Regions from separate parts of the Capra hircus genome. Here region 2 is linked to region 1. Evidence: chromatin contacts called from public Hi-C data. All regions are on one chromosome and are shown on one strand. Each heading gives the region's core, a stretch centred on a gene start, on an enhancer-like site or on the middle of the called end of the contact. The rest is flanking DNA. Distances are from core to core; before and after follow the strand shown.

Evidence for each region. Hi-C and Micro-C count contacts between places; a contact is called where the count stands out from the background.
Region 2: a Hi-C map of blood shows a contact between it and region 1, with 7 times the contacts expected there. The contact joins two enhancer-like sites. A contact is called at or near these places in 2 of 5 Hi-C or Micro-C datasets (both in blood).

What each region holds. Positions count from the first base shown.
Region 1 is chr17:17,922,352-17,929,220 of ARS1.2, reverse strand. BCL7A (B-cell CLL/lymphoma 7 protein family member A) reads right to left here. Exons shown (of 6, transcript XM_018061300.1): 6 at 2,439-4,133. The coding sequence ends at 4,062. Among named protein-coding and RNA genes, the nearest start is that of MLXIP, 18 kb to the left of the region's middle. Within about 2 kb of position 1,615, at least 2 of the 5 cell types and tissues checked have an H3K27ac peak or open chromatin away from gene starts, as enhancers often do.
Region 2 is chr17:17,983,189-17,990,665 of ARS1.2, reverse strand. MLXIP (MLX-interacting protein) reads right to left here. Exons shown (of 17, transcript XM_018061303.1): 2 at 4,941-5,047; 3 at 4,297-4,382; 4 at 2,729-2,818; 5 at 2,154-2,195; 6 at 1,677-1,848; 7 at 927-1,016; 8 at 292-383. Among named protein-coding and RNA genes, the nearest start is that of LRRC43, 43 kb to the left of the region's middle. Within about 2 kb of position 4,990, at least 2 of the 5 cell types and tissues checked have an H3K27ac peak or open chromatin away from gene starts, as enhancers often do.

The DNA of each region.
Region 1 (6,869 bases), core at 366-2,865:
TCCTAGCGTACCAGCTTATCTGCTTAGAGAGAAAAGGTCAAGCTGGAGTCAATGCTGCCCAGGGTTCAGGAGACAGATGGTATTCAAGTGATGCCTGTAAAGTCCAAATTTCTAGCCCTTGGGCATGACTGCTCCTTGATGAAGAGAGATGAGAGGAAGTCAGAAAGCTCCACAGAGACAGGGAAGCTGAGACAAAGATAAAGCAGAATGTCTGAGACAAGAGACCCAGGGGCCTGGAGACAAGAATGGCAGAGGGAAGAGGAGAGATTCAGAGATGAAGATGAGTCTGGAAGGAAGGGACCTTCAGCCAGAGTTGGAGACCCAGGGAACAGAACTCAGGAATACCAGAGAGAGTGAAAGTGTGCCCGCTAAGGCACTTTTTTTTTTTTTTGGTTAAGCAAACAAGGTCCCTATGATTTATGTTTTGTCAGGATGAACTTTCCATATCAGGAGTTTATTTCACTGAGCAACCAATCCTGGTAAAAACACTGGAACACCTTAAAAAGGAACGGGGTAGGGAGGAAAGTCAGACAAAACAAAAAAGGAGAACGTTTGCCTCCAGGTCGGTCAACACGGGTGACTTAGCACACGACAGCTAGAACAATCGTCCCACCCCTTTTGCCCATAGCTGGTGGTTCACCTAGGGCCAGGTTTCAGGTGCGAGAGGAGAAAGAGAGACTGGACAAAGAAAGGAAAAAGTCCACTGGGGGAGGGAGGCCGAGCTGGAGAGCGAGAAAGAGCCTGAGTTGTGGGGGGAGAGGCCCTGGGGCGGTTCTGGATCCAGCCTGACCATGAGTCACTAGCTGTTAAGGCAAGTCAAGACAGAGCTTCAAGTCACCAAATAATCGACCCCTGAGCCCCTGCCATGGGCCAGAGCCTCCTGAAACCAGGGACACTGCCAGGACGCAAGATGGGGGCAGATGGCCTGGCTGCAATTTATACCAGGGTTCTAATTGGCTACCAACTCAGCCTCCCACAAACACCCGCCCGCAGCATGTAGGAGGCCACAGTCCCGGTGTTCAAGTTGTATACAAAGTCAGGGCCACGCTGGAGACACCAGAGCAGCCCACTCTGTGAGTAAAATCTCACAGGATTTTACTCTTTACCATGACGCTCCAAAATCACATGGTGTTCATGATTTGAATTTTTATTTTCTGAAATGGAACCATTGTACATTGTACAAACCATATCTACTGATGGAATAAATAAGTGAAAAATTATACTGCTGTACAACACACCAAAAAAAAAATCGTAAGAAAAAAAAAAAAACAATTAGGTAACGGTGAATAAAAAGGTCTTTATATCTCTAAGCAGGTCCTTGGCTGATAATGGAACATTCCAAACCATGACATCGTTGGTAATGGGAGGTCACCACCTGTGAGTCAGTCTTCCGCCTTCGGGTTATGGGTGTTAAGTGCCAGCACTTTGTGGAATGTGTAACCGCAGCATCCCCAACTTCAAGTTTCGCGGGGAGTTAAGTTTGCCCTGGGAGCCCTTTAGGCTGCGGGGCCTGGTGTTGGCGGAAGGCATTCGCTTAGGACCCCCGCCTCTGGCTCCGCCGGCTGAAAGGTCTTAGATTCCGTGGTGGGAGAGGGGGCAAGGGGCGCAGGATGGTGTGGGCAAGGGCGGCGGCCCCGAGGAGCGGGCCGCATAGGGGAAGGAAGCACATGTGGGTTTTTGCAGTCTCACCATCCCGCGTGGAAGGCCTTCCTGGCCGGCGTGGATGGGGGCGCAGGGCCGCTGGCCGCTCTGCCTGGCATGGCCGTGGCGGGGCCCAGTCGGCCCGGACCCCTGGCCCGTTTCCTACCTTCAGGCACTTCAGAGAAAAACTAATGACAGCCTCGTATCCCGGGCGTCCTCCTTTGTTCACCCTCAACCATGTCCGCCCCCCTTGCCTGTCGAGGGGACCCTGCTGTTTCCACGGATGCCTGTGTTGTGATTCGTCTTCGGCTGTCTTGCTTGTCACCTCTCGTTTCCCAAAAAAAATAAAGAGGAGGGAATAGATATCCAGATTCATCTTTCATCCAAATGGAGTTTTGCTGCAAATAAAGGAAGTTAATTCTAACTCTATAGGATCTGGAGGTAAAGCCGCCTTGAGATACGCTGAGAGGTAACACAGAACACAGTTCTCCGCAGAACTGCCTGCCTGAGGGGCAAAATTGATAAGGATTTTTTAAGACAGAAACCTTTCGGCATCTCTAACTTCAACATGACCATTTTCAAAGTTTGTGTGTGTGTGTGTTTCCCCTTCCCTTGCTTCAGGAGACATGTTTGCATGAGGTATTTGAAATTCAGGAACATTTTGATTCTTCTTGAAGTGCAGGAAATAGATTGGCTCCCTTCAAAAACAAAGAAGAGCCTCACCCTCAGAAACGCTTAGAAAATGGAGTCTGGCATACACTCCCCATGGTGGTCAGGAGAGAGATCCACACGTGAAAGGTGGTACTTGAATATATGCACCAATTGGCTGAAACAGAAACAAAACGAAGAAACAAACAGAAAAAAAAAAACAAACCAACAAAACCCGGAACCCTCCCCCTCCCCCCTCACACAACTCAAAGGGAGTTGGAACTCCAGTGCAGTAACGAAAGCTCAGGAGAAGGGTTAAGGGTCTGAGGAGTCCGTATAGGAATTAAGAGCAAACCAGGCCTCAGAACCAAAGAGTGAGGCAGTTCATCCAAGGTGGGGGGCGTGGGGAGAAGAGGTGCTTCTCCGTTTTAGTGACAGGAAGCTGTCCCAGTGCAGGCGGGGGATGCAGGCGGGGGAGGGACCCCAGGGCCCCCTTTCTGGAGGAGTGCAAAGCTCTCCAGTTTCTCGGGGGCCTCATTTCTGGCCTTCAAGTTCCCAACCCTTAAGGCCTGCTCCCCCGTGGGGACCCTCGGAGCATCCTGGGAAAGAGACGCGATCCAACTGTTGGCTCCAGGAGTCAGAACAGTGTGCAGAAAGCCGGTGGACTCTGCATTTCGGCCGACTGCAACCTCACCTCCTCCGCGGGTGGGGCCAGGTGGAGCTGGGGAGGTAGACTAGGGCAGCAGGTGACTGTGGATTTGAAATCCAAGCAACGTCCTATGAGAGAAAGTTCAGCACCAGCTATTCCTGCCATCTGCTCCCAGCCTCCTCCGGCCCTTTATCGCCTTAAGGAGACCATCCTGCCATCAGCCACAGGAGCCAGTCCGTCTTCGGAGGTGTCGGAGGTTGCCACATGGTGGGGAGGGGCTGAGGGGGGAAGTGCCAGGACAATCCAAGGGCTCTGTATGTCCCTCTGGGCAGCTGTGGGCTTGGAAACACCAGTTCAGATGCCTCAAGCAAGCCTGGGAACAATGCCCAGACATCTGAGACTCCTCGGACCCTGGAGGCTAGCATTGTCCCCAACCAGGGCTCAGGGTGTATTCTGCAGCCTCCCAGCTGCACCTAGAAAACCAGATGGCCGGGGAGGTCCTGCTCTTCTGCGGCCTCAAGCTCTCCTTCTCCCTGCCTGGTCCACTCCAGCTGAAGTCCTGGGGCAGGGAGGAGAAAGACTCGAGGACCGGAGCAATGGCTGCCTGAACTGAACCAAGAGGGCACTTGTAAGGGGAGACGCAAAACAACCAGGAAAACATGCCAGAGGTCACCTCAAGGGCACAAGGCACGAAAAAAGAAAGCGGAAGGAATATTGGTTGAACAGTGAAAAGCCCCGATGAAAAGCGAATTCCTGATCAGTACCACCCTCAAATAGCTTATATCATTAAATAGAGGAGTGGGGAGGGAAAAAAAAAAAATACAGCAGCAACACAAATGTAATCTTGGCTTCAGAGACAGTGTCCAGACGCTCCTGAGCTGTCGACCTCGCCTTCCCCAGGAAAGTCACTTCAAGATTCGAGTGTTTTGCTTCACAGCAGAAAGTTCTTCAGTGTCTGAGAAGTTACGCCGTTCTAGGTTTTCTTGGATTTGCACTTGGTAAACTTGTTAAGTTAGTAGTTCCCTTTGCACCCGACAGGGATCTGCTCGGGTGAGGTTGTTCAACAACTAAGCCTGCTGATGGATCTCCCGTGAGACGTGGATCAGAGGACTGAACTCGGCGTCTACATCTCCTCGGAGTTCTGTTGCGAAGCCTCCAGTTTCATCTTTTTGGAGGGTGGCACTCCTTCCAGATCCTTGGGGTTGGGAGGTAGGGGAAGAGGAAGAAAAGAGAAACGCAGGTTGACACCCCGGGAGAGCAACTTGGGTCAGCTGGGAAGTTACAAGTCGAAGGTGGGCATCTGAAGTTCTGACCCTGTGGCCCTGGCATGGACTTGAAAGGGTTCACGGACCTACCGGGAGCCACACACCCAAGCTACTCCTATGTCCACCAAGTCACCTGTGTCTTCCAATTGCTCACTAACTGCAGGGTAATTATGTATGCAGTTTTAAGTTTACTCTCCAAGATCAAAGGTTAGACCAACCTGGTTGTATTGACAACAGCTCATCCAGGACTCAGCACAGACGTTTATGGAATGCATACACGTTGGTTATTCTGGGGGAAGGGTCTGTAGTGCCACCAAATTCCCAAGAAATTCCAGTGTGCGCGCGTGCGCACACACACACACACACACACAGACACACACACTCACTCAGCTACTTCTCCCTCGACTTTCTCGCTCTATCATCCCAGAAATTCCAGCACGTGCACACACACACACACACACACACTTCGACACTCACTCACCTACTTCTCCCTCGACTTTCTCGCTCTATCATCCCAGCCAGCTCCAAACTAACCCATTCCCCGAGTCCAGCTCCTAAGGTCGCCTATCCTAACCAGCGCTCCCATGGCTGGCGATGGCCCTGCCACCTGCCTAGGATACAGCTGGACAGCACCCTGGAGTGCTCCCTTCTCGCCACGCCTAACTCCATTTCCAGAGACCCTCGGCCCACCCACGGCTGCCCTTGCCAGCCACCCCATCCACACCTGAGCCCTCCGTTCCTTGTATGGCTGGAGCAGCAGCCTGCTCCACAGCCGCCCCACCCAGCCTTCAGCAGAGCTCAAGAGATAGTTTCAAAACAGAGATCATACAGAGCATAACACTGATCTTGGAACAAAATCCCAACTCCTCATCAGGCCGAGAAGGCCCCTCTCCCTCCCCTCCTTCCTCCCCCTTTCCTGTCCACCTGGCTCCAGCCTCCCTGGCTTCGCCTGCCATTCCTCAGGCTGGCCTCTGTCTCCTGGCCTGTGTGCCCTTTTCTCTCCCGCTCTCATCTCACCCCTCCCCGCCCGCACCATCCAGGAGGGCTTCTTTGCATCACCCTGCTCCCTCTCTCCTACAGCTCGAACTGCAATCCACTTGCGTCTGCTGGCTCCTGGCTGTGTCTCCGCCTCCCTGAACCCATCTCCCTGTCTCCGTGAGGACAGGGACCATGTCAGTTGGCTCACACCATCCCCCTAGGACCCAGCTTACTGCCCAGTACACAGTGGAGGCCCAACAGGTGCTAAACAGAGACCCCCGGGCCTTGATGGATGAGGTGAGTGAGTTTTCTGAGAGCGGATATGACAGGAAGGCAGAAAGAACTGCCCTTGTCTTTCCCCTGCCTTTTCCTCGTGAAAGTGATAAAAGCTCGGTCTCAACGTAACAGGAGCAGGTGGGTCGCTGTGCCTTCTGAGGAAGGGGGATACCATTCAGGCCAAGCGTCCACAGAGCATTTGCATGGGGTGGGGACAGTATGTGAGCTTGGCAGCGGACTCTGGAAAGCGGACAAATGTCCCATGAAAGAGAGGGAGCAGGAGGGAGTGGCTGAAAAAGAGGATAGGGAACATTTCTTCGTTTTTAAATAGGCAAGGCTGAACATCAATGTCAAGCTCTCTGCTTCAGGGCACACACCCTCTGTCTTACTCACAAACTGAGCAGCTCTGGAGACAAGCGGCACGTCTATGTGAGTGTGAAAACTGCGGAAGGGTCCCCATTTCAGGTGTGGGTCCCTGAACATGGGAGTGGAGGTGGGGGTATGTCAGAATGGAAGACCCCTGGACTTTCCAGATGCCAGTGGAGAGCACCAGACACTCCCAGGGTATGGCTCAGCATCTTGAGAGGCCAGGAGAGGCCAGCTGCCATCCTGGCTTTTGCCAATTCTATCTGAGGGTTGGATCTGTATTGTAATCAAATGGGCTCACGCTCCGCTGGAGGCCCGGCCCTGTGGCTCACACTGTGAGAATGTTTCTTCATTCTCTATCTGTACCTGGTCAACGTGCTTTAACAGCTGCATACCGGGCTGTGCGTCTGCCACTCCGGATTTATTAAATCCTTTCGAGACACTCAGGTTTTGGCCGGTTTTCTGCCACGGCAAACACTTCTTTCATCAACACTGTCCTGTCTTTGGGCCCCTGGAGGAGTCTTGGGTAAGCTGGCAGGGGGTTGCAGAGCCAAGGGTGCCAGGATGTAAGGGTCTGAGAGTCTCTTCCCTTTGAGGAAGGCCTGGATGAAGGCTCCCTACAGATCAAGCTAGTCCCCTTTCTCTGCGGCTACTTGTTTTTGGTTTCTCCCCAGGTGTGAAAATACTCTAGTGGAAGTAGTCTTATTAACTGCAGTTTTGATACCCCTGAGTCCTCAGACCTCTTTGATGAGCACAGAGGATGGACAGTAAAAAAAAAATCACAACAGAAGCCAAGGCAACGCCGGGGCCGCTGCTGTGCCCAGCTCTGTGTTGAGTGCTGCCCATATTCTCTCCTCTCATCCATGTTCTGGCCCCAGGACAGTCCTGTGATCTTACTGTGCCAGTAAGAGACACTGAGGCTCATGTGTGTGTCAAGTGGAGGGGCTGGGATTCGAACCAGGGACGTTTGCTCCCGTCATCAAGGCCACCTGCATCTGCACTGTCTGATTCAGACTAGATTCCGGCAAACAGTGATAACCTGGAAA
Region 2 (7,477 bases), core at 3,741-6,240, 58 kb before region 1:
ACTGGTCCTTTCTTTTTTTAAAAAAATTTATTTATTTTTAATTGAAAGATAATTTCACTGGTCCTTTCTTAACTGGTCAAGACAAAGCTCGCCACACACAGGTTATCTGGGGCCTTAGTGGGGAGCATACATTTACTGAGAGCGTCTCCCACCTTGTGGACACCTATGGATGCTCTCTAGGAGGGCTAGAATAACTTCTCTACACATTATATGTGAGTCCAGCACACTTCGCTGCAGAGGTCTGATGACTGGAAGCCCGGTGCCCTTTCCCTTTCGCCAAGTTCTCTCTACCTGAGCAGGTGGGCTGTTGGGATCTGGTGCAGGCGTTGAGGCGGGTGCAGGCAGCATGGAGCCAAAAATGGAGCGGCTGGAAGAGAAAAGGTCTGAAAGACAACATCGGGGGCCTGTGAGCTCTGTGTCTGTCATTTCACTGAATTAAGATCCAAACAAACTGGGCACTGAACCCCGCCTTACCCAGAGGAATGTCATGGCAGAGGGCACCCCTCCACCCCCACTGAGGTAACTCTGCTGAAACAGGCCCTCTGATTGGAGCTGTACATGCTGGCAACCAGGGTGGGCTCTGAAACACCACCAGGCCTTGGTGGCACCTGCGTTTAATGATGGCGGGAGCTCGAGGATCATTTCTAACTGCAGGGAACCGCAAGGCGGCAGCTGTGTTGCCAGCGCCCCCTGCTGCCTAGAGGGAGAACTGCTTACAGTCAAGGCCGAACCTGGGGCTCTGGGACCCACAGGGTGAGAAACACTGCAGGCCTTGCAGCTACTACCCAAAACAAAGCAACCTTTGGACGAATTCTAAGACCGCTCCCTGGCCCATTCTAACAGTTCCCCTCTATGAAAGGGAAGCCCGGTCCACTCTGTCCTGGGCAAAGGGAGACGCAAGCTCTTTCTCTGCCTCAAGTCCTCACCCTGGAAGGGCTCAAAGGTGTCCATGAAGTCCAGGTTGGGCTGCAAAGGAATCAGCCCAGGTTGAATCATGTCTGCGTTTCCCAGGTGTGCTGTTAGAATAAAAAAGGAGACAGAGGGATTGTCTGGCCTTCTCAGTCCATGCTGTGGGAAGGTATCAGGGGCCCAGGTTGGATCTTCCGGGCCCTACTTGCATTCTCCTGGGAACAGGAGGAAGGTAGGCCACTGGCTAGGATTTCTCCAGGGGGTTCATGGGCATTCTCCACCCTCAGAGGATGGAGAAGAAAGTGAGTTTGCAGGGGAAAGGTAAACTGAGTATCTGGGAGCAGATGCTCTGCTGTGAACAGCTCTGCAGAGACCCCTCGGTGCTGACTTCAGTCCATGGGCTCCTCCTGGAGGGTTAACTGGATGGCTGCAAGCTCCCAGGTGAGAGGCCAAATGACGAGTGCAAATGATTTTCTCGAGAGTGAGTCTCAGCCCTGTCACTGGCCCCAGGCCCATGTCTTCAGGTGAGGGGACAGATCAGAAATGTGAAGCTCATTCAGACCAAATCCCCACTGTTCCCTGGCAGCAGCACCATGGGCCCAATGGGGACCCCATACAGCAAGGAGGTCGGCCACGCCTTCTCCTCAGAGCTGCCCCCAAACAAGCGGCAGAGGCTCAGGGATGGCCCCAAAGCAGAGCCTGCCCTGGGGACTCCTCCTGGGGTGGAGACAGCACCCTTTTCAGTCAAGGGTCTGGGGGCGGGTTACCTATTTCACGGGGGTTGGGCCAGGCCACGGGCGGGTGGGAGGAGAGTGTGGAGAAGAGGGTGTCGCTGAACTCCGACATGAGCATGTCCGTGTCCAGCAGCGTGTCCTCCTCCATGGGGACTGGCGTCTTCCAGCCGTCCCGGTGCTTGTGCCAGTAAAGCATGTCATCGTCCTACCACCAACGGGGGAAGGAAAAGCCAAACGGGCACCGGTGATTCGCGAGTTCTCAGTCAAGTCACGCTGGGGAGATACGTGGCCCAGTTTCTCAGAGCAGCAAGGGCTGCCAGGTAAGAGACGAGGCCAGGGGATGGGGACCTGCAGAGAACTGGCTTCTTTCCTTTATGTCCCTCCTCTGGCCCCAGGGAGAGTCCATGTCCCCACCACCTTCTACTGCGGTGCTGGGCCAGCCACGTCACTGCTGTTTCTTGTGAAGGGGCAGGTCCCATGAGGGTCCTCGTGGCCCCCACACTCGCTCACCTGGGCCAGGCTGGAAAGGTCCTCATCCTTGTGCTGCTGGAGCTGCAGAGAAAGGGGAGAGGGACAAGGTGGTCCCCCAAGGCCCAGAGCGGGGACAAGGCCCTCAGCCTCTCCTCCCTGGAAGAAGATCACTTTCAGAAGCATCTAGGCCTTCTCTCTCTGGGAGGAAGGTGGCCAGAAGGATCCTGCCACTGCCATCCCCAGGCTGAAGCTGGGCTCAGAGATTCCTGACCAGCGTTTGTGGAATAAACAGCCCCAGCTCCAAGCAGGATAGACTGAGAACAAGGTCACACAACCAAAGCAGGTCACCACTTGGGCTGGGCTAGAACGAGGGGCTGCAGGGGCAATGATGGGGGGCGGTGGGCAGTGGGTGGACAGCTCTGAGCCAGAGCCTCAGGGGTCAGTGTACTGAGTAAATATGGGCTGGGGTCCTTTTCAAATGTATTCGGCTGCACCGAGTCTCAGTTGCGGGATGTAGGATCTATATAGTTCTCTGACCAAGGATCGAACCCGGGTCCCCTGCCTGGGGAGCACAGCGTCTTAGCCACTGGACCACCAGGGAAGTCTCCAGATACCCTTTTCTTGAAGTAGGTTCTCCACTTGTGATACTCCCGGATCACAATCTCTATGCGGCTTTTCCAGTACTTTCCTTCTGTGGTGATGGCCTGTGGGAGAGACGTGGGGCAGAGGGATGAGGCGGTATTGGGTTTTATTCACAGAGCTCACCCTGCTAGCAAACAAGCGTCTGGCTCCAGACGTCAGGCCTGGGCAATCCAGCTCTGAGTCGCCAACTGGTTGCCTGCAGCTTTATCTACAGAGTGTGTTGGCCTCTTCTAGGCCATGCTCAGCCTCTGAGTGAAGGTGAGCTTCCACTAGGTTATCGTACCCCCCCAAGATAACCTAGGGGACTTTGGGGGCCCAGGGTCCAGAGGTTGGACTGGAGTAAGGCTCAGATAAAGTGCTAGGCAGGGGAGAAGCACAGAGATCTCGGAGCTGGAGGAATTGCCAGAGACTTGGGCTGGCTCTCAAATGCCCTGAGGCTCCGCCACATTTCCAAAGGGTGAAAACAAACAGCCAGTCACAGAAGGTTCCAGCAGAAAGTGACCTCCAAGGTCCAGCTCAACCTCCCCACCATGCAGCCCCTTTCACAGTTATCTCTGAATTCTGGTGACCAGGAATCATGACAGCCTCAGAGAGACCACCTCACTTTCACATTTGTTTCTTTTGATGGCTGCAGAATATTAAAGCAAGTCCCAGACATCCTATCATAAATGTCATATAATTTCACCTAAAGTACTTCACTACGTGTCTTAGACAGTGAAGAATCTCCACAGTGAATAATACAATACTATTCAGTTCAGTCCAGTCGCTCAGTCGTGTCCAGCTCTTTGCGACCCCATGAATCGCAGCACGCCAGGCCTCCCTGTCCATCTACCAGACCTAAAAAGTGATGAGATTCTTTACTACGGTCTGATACCAGATCGTGTCCCTTGGCTCCAAGCTGTCTTGTGTTAGGTTACCTTCCAAGGTCTCCCCTTTTCATCGTAACAGTAAGACAAGCTTGGACGAAACTAAAGCAATACAGAAGAGTAGAAAGTGAAAGTGGAGTCTTCCCTCCTCACATAATCCCACAAGTCAGGGTTCTGTATATCCTTTGACACATTTCCTACACATGTATAATCACACAGATACTCGCTTCAAAAAAGTAACCTGAAGATACTAAAACACTGTTGGGCAACTTGCTTCTTTTCATTTCCTATGTCTTCACCATCTTTCCCTCTCAGTTTATGTAAAGATCTGGAGGTCATTCTTCAGTGGTTAAAGATGTCTGCCTTGTCCCCCCCACCGCCTCCCCAGCTGACTTCCAGAGAAGCACCGAGATTAAAGGAAAGCAGAGGGTAAGTCTTGTTTGGAGGAAGCCCCAAGTCCTTGGATCAGCCTGGCCTGAGAAGGGGGAGCCTCTGCGGGGTATCAGGGGCCACGTGCCCCCACATGGCCGTCGCATCTCACGGTGTAACAGCCACCAGGACGCAGCACCCTGAGTGCTCTGCCCCGCTGCCTTCCTCGGTGGGGATCCAGCCCTCGCCCCGCCCTCGTGAGTCACCGCCTTCTCCCGAGTGAGGGCCCATCATCTGCCAAGTACCTCTGGCCGGCGGTGCTCGTCCACTTCCACAGAGCCGTCCAGCGGAGTGACAAAGTGGCACACGGGGTTCTTGCGCTTCTCCAAGTCTGGGTGGGGAGGGGTGAGACACTCACTGAGGAGCCCAGCCCCGCTGTCTACACCCCGCCCCTCGGGGGATCCTCAAGTGTTCTCCTCTTGGAAAATGAGATTTGGGGAAATAAAGGGTCCAGGTCAAAGGAAAAGACTCTCTCGGTGATGCGGGAGAGAGAAAGGGAAGTATGCCCGATCAAGAGGAAACACCAGCCTAAGCCTAGGGGGCCCCCGGCGCGCTGGTCTCCTGCAGGAATCACCAGACCCCCCAGCACCCAGGCCAGCCGGACACAGGCCATGGGCCGGGCCTGCACCTTCTCAGGCCCGCTGAAAACGGGGACTGTTCCGAATGTCACCTCTCAGCTGTACGCCCATCCCTTCCCCTCTGCATCACAACACTGAGCCTCCTGTAGACACTTGGATTTGGCTTGGTTCTCCTATCTCCACAGATTGCCTGAGAGAGACTTCTGTTTGACACACAGGGTTCCAAGGCCTGGCTCCAGGCCCCAAGTTGCACAGGCCTCTCGAGGGGGGCAAAACCTGCAGGGTCGTGGGTCCAGCCACGCAGCACTTACACTGCATGTACCAGGCCCGCCAGATGGCGTTGTTGAGCCGGATCTTGTCTCTCCACTGGAGCTTCAGGCCCTTGAAATTCTTCCACTTCGGAGACACCAACTTCCCACTGAAAGGTAAAATGAGGATGGGGACACTCAGTGGTTTCTCTGACAATGAAATGTGCCACCCCATCACTCCAGGCCTCAAAATTCTGGATTAATCCATACAAGCCACAGGCTCGGCTCAATAGGATATATAGTCGCTTTCACTACCCCGTTTAGTCGACTTTTGCATATCTTCAAGTTTTTCCATAATTAAAAGCGAAAAGTCTGTGGATTTTGCCTTATACGTGTATCAAATCACCATGCTGTACACCTTAAACTTAATGTTACACATCAATTTTATTTCAACAAAGTTGGGGGGAGGAAAAAAGAAATCTGACCACTGAAGGAAAAGCCAGGCTCCTTGAACCTGGTCTCGACCACCAGTCCCCAGGAGGCACTGACAATCCAGGCACACAGATGCCCCACCGGCCCTAGAACCCGCAGGGCCCTCTCCTGCCTCCAGGCCCCTGCACTGGCAGTCCCCATTCTTCACGGAGCTCCCTCCGCTCCCGGCCAGCTGCTCATCCTTCCAAGTGATGCTCAAATACCATCTCCTCCGAGCCGGCACTGGCCTCTCCCAGGCTGCTGCCAGCCTCTTCAGGATCTCTGAGCGCTGTTCACACCTCAAGGACACTCGTATCCACTCCCCGTAGGGCAATGTGTCTCCACACCTCTGGCCGCCAGACTGCAGCTTCTCAGGGGAGGGCCCTTCTAGTATCCCCACCCTAACCACCCAGCACTGAACTGGGCACAGCGCAGGGCCTCGTGCAATAATCCTTCACTGACTGAGTTAAAGGGCCTTTGCCAACAAAGCTGGTGGCAGGCAAGGGACGCTCCCTGGAGGTACAGACTGCTCAGATGGTTTAGTTTTCCACGGGCTGTGCCAGAAGCCACCTCTGAGCCGCTGGCATAGGGCTTCCCCTCTCCAGATGGCTGAGATGGGCAAGGCCTTCTTTCTGGTCCATACCAAAGGGGGTTTTGTGAGTTCTACATCACTGCAGGCCACAGCCCTGCCCTGTTCTCCAAAGCCACTCAGAGAGGCCATGTGACAAGCAGAGATGTGCCAGCAGTCACAACAGCCGGGGTCTTCAAAGAGAGCGCCTAAGTAATAAACGCTCCCCAAACCTGGGCACCTGATTTCGTCATCAGAAGCTCTTGGCAAATCTCATACCCCATCCTCCAACCCAGCACCGGGCCAGGCTGTGGATTGTAGGAGAGAAGGCTGAGACCCCCACAGAGAAAACATCACAGCAAGTCCTCTGAGAACTGGAGGGTCAGACAGACAGCAGCAGCCTCAGCTCAAAGGGTCAGGAGCTTTAAGCCAGTCACATGCCTTTCTGCCCCTGCTCCCCCAGTCCAAAGGCACTTCGACTTCAGCTGTCACCCACATTCACAGCCAGCAGCCTGGTGTTTCTGAGTCTCTGTGCTGCAACTGCATACTAGAAGTGAACTATTATAGCCACGTAACTCCTCTGACATGCCAGTTTCCTGGGTAAAATCACAATAATACCATTGCCTCCAGAGTGTTTTAAGAAGGATTAAGTGCACACACACGCAGCCACATTCTTAAGACACACAGCAGAGGTAACCCCTAAAGAATATTTTTTTAAAAACCCACAAAACTAACCAGCGGGCTTAAATATAAACCCACCCTTACTTCTGCTTTGTTATGTAAGACGTAGTGGATGATGAGAGCGTAAGAGCGCCTTAGAGAAGTTGGATGACACCAACATCTTCAATTACTTACCATGAAACGGGTGGGAAGAGTCAGAGAGAGGCCAGACCCTGGAGGCTAGAAACCCGCTCTGATAAAGTAACTTTCGGGTTCCCATCTTCTTCCCCCTAAAGTGCGGGATGCCTGCCTCTTCCGACCATGGGGATGTTCACTGCTTATGTCCAACGGCTACCACCCATCACCCCAGGCTTCTGTAATACCGCAACAGCCGACAGGCGGCGCTCAGCTGACACGAACAAGCCAGTCTGAAACCAAAACTAAAACCTAAACCGCCCTGAGAGGTGGAGAGGGTGCCAGGAGAGGCGATGGCTGATGGGACACTCGCCCACACACCGCAACCTGACTGCACACAAAGCGCTAGAAAAACGCGGGACACACATCTAGATGTCTCCTTACCGGAAGGGCTGCTCCCGCCTTTGATGTGGTGTCACTGTTAACCTTCGATGAGAACAGGAGACATTCCCCACGCAGACACCCACAGACAAGGACTGGGACCCTTTCTGTGGAGGCACCCCAAGTCTAGTTTCCCACGGGACGTACAAGACAGGCTGCTTTAAGGAGTTCTAACAGGCAGCTCCTTGGCAGGGATCCCTAGAGCAGGATTCCCAGAAAGCACCTACGGTCAGACTTCTGCTCCCCCCAACCCCACCCCAGCTTAACTTGGCTTCCAGACATGGTTGGCTGGGATGCTTCTTCGCCTAACTCAAGGTTCTGCCAT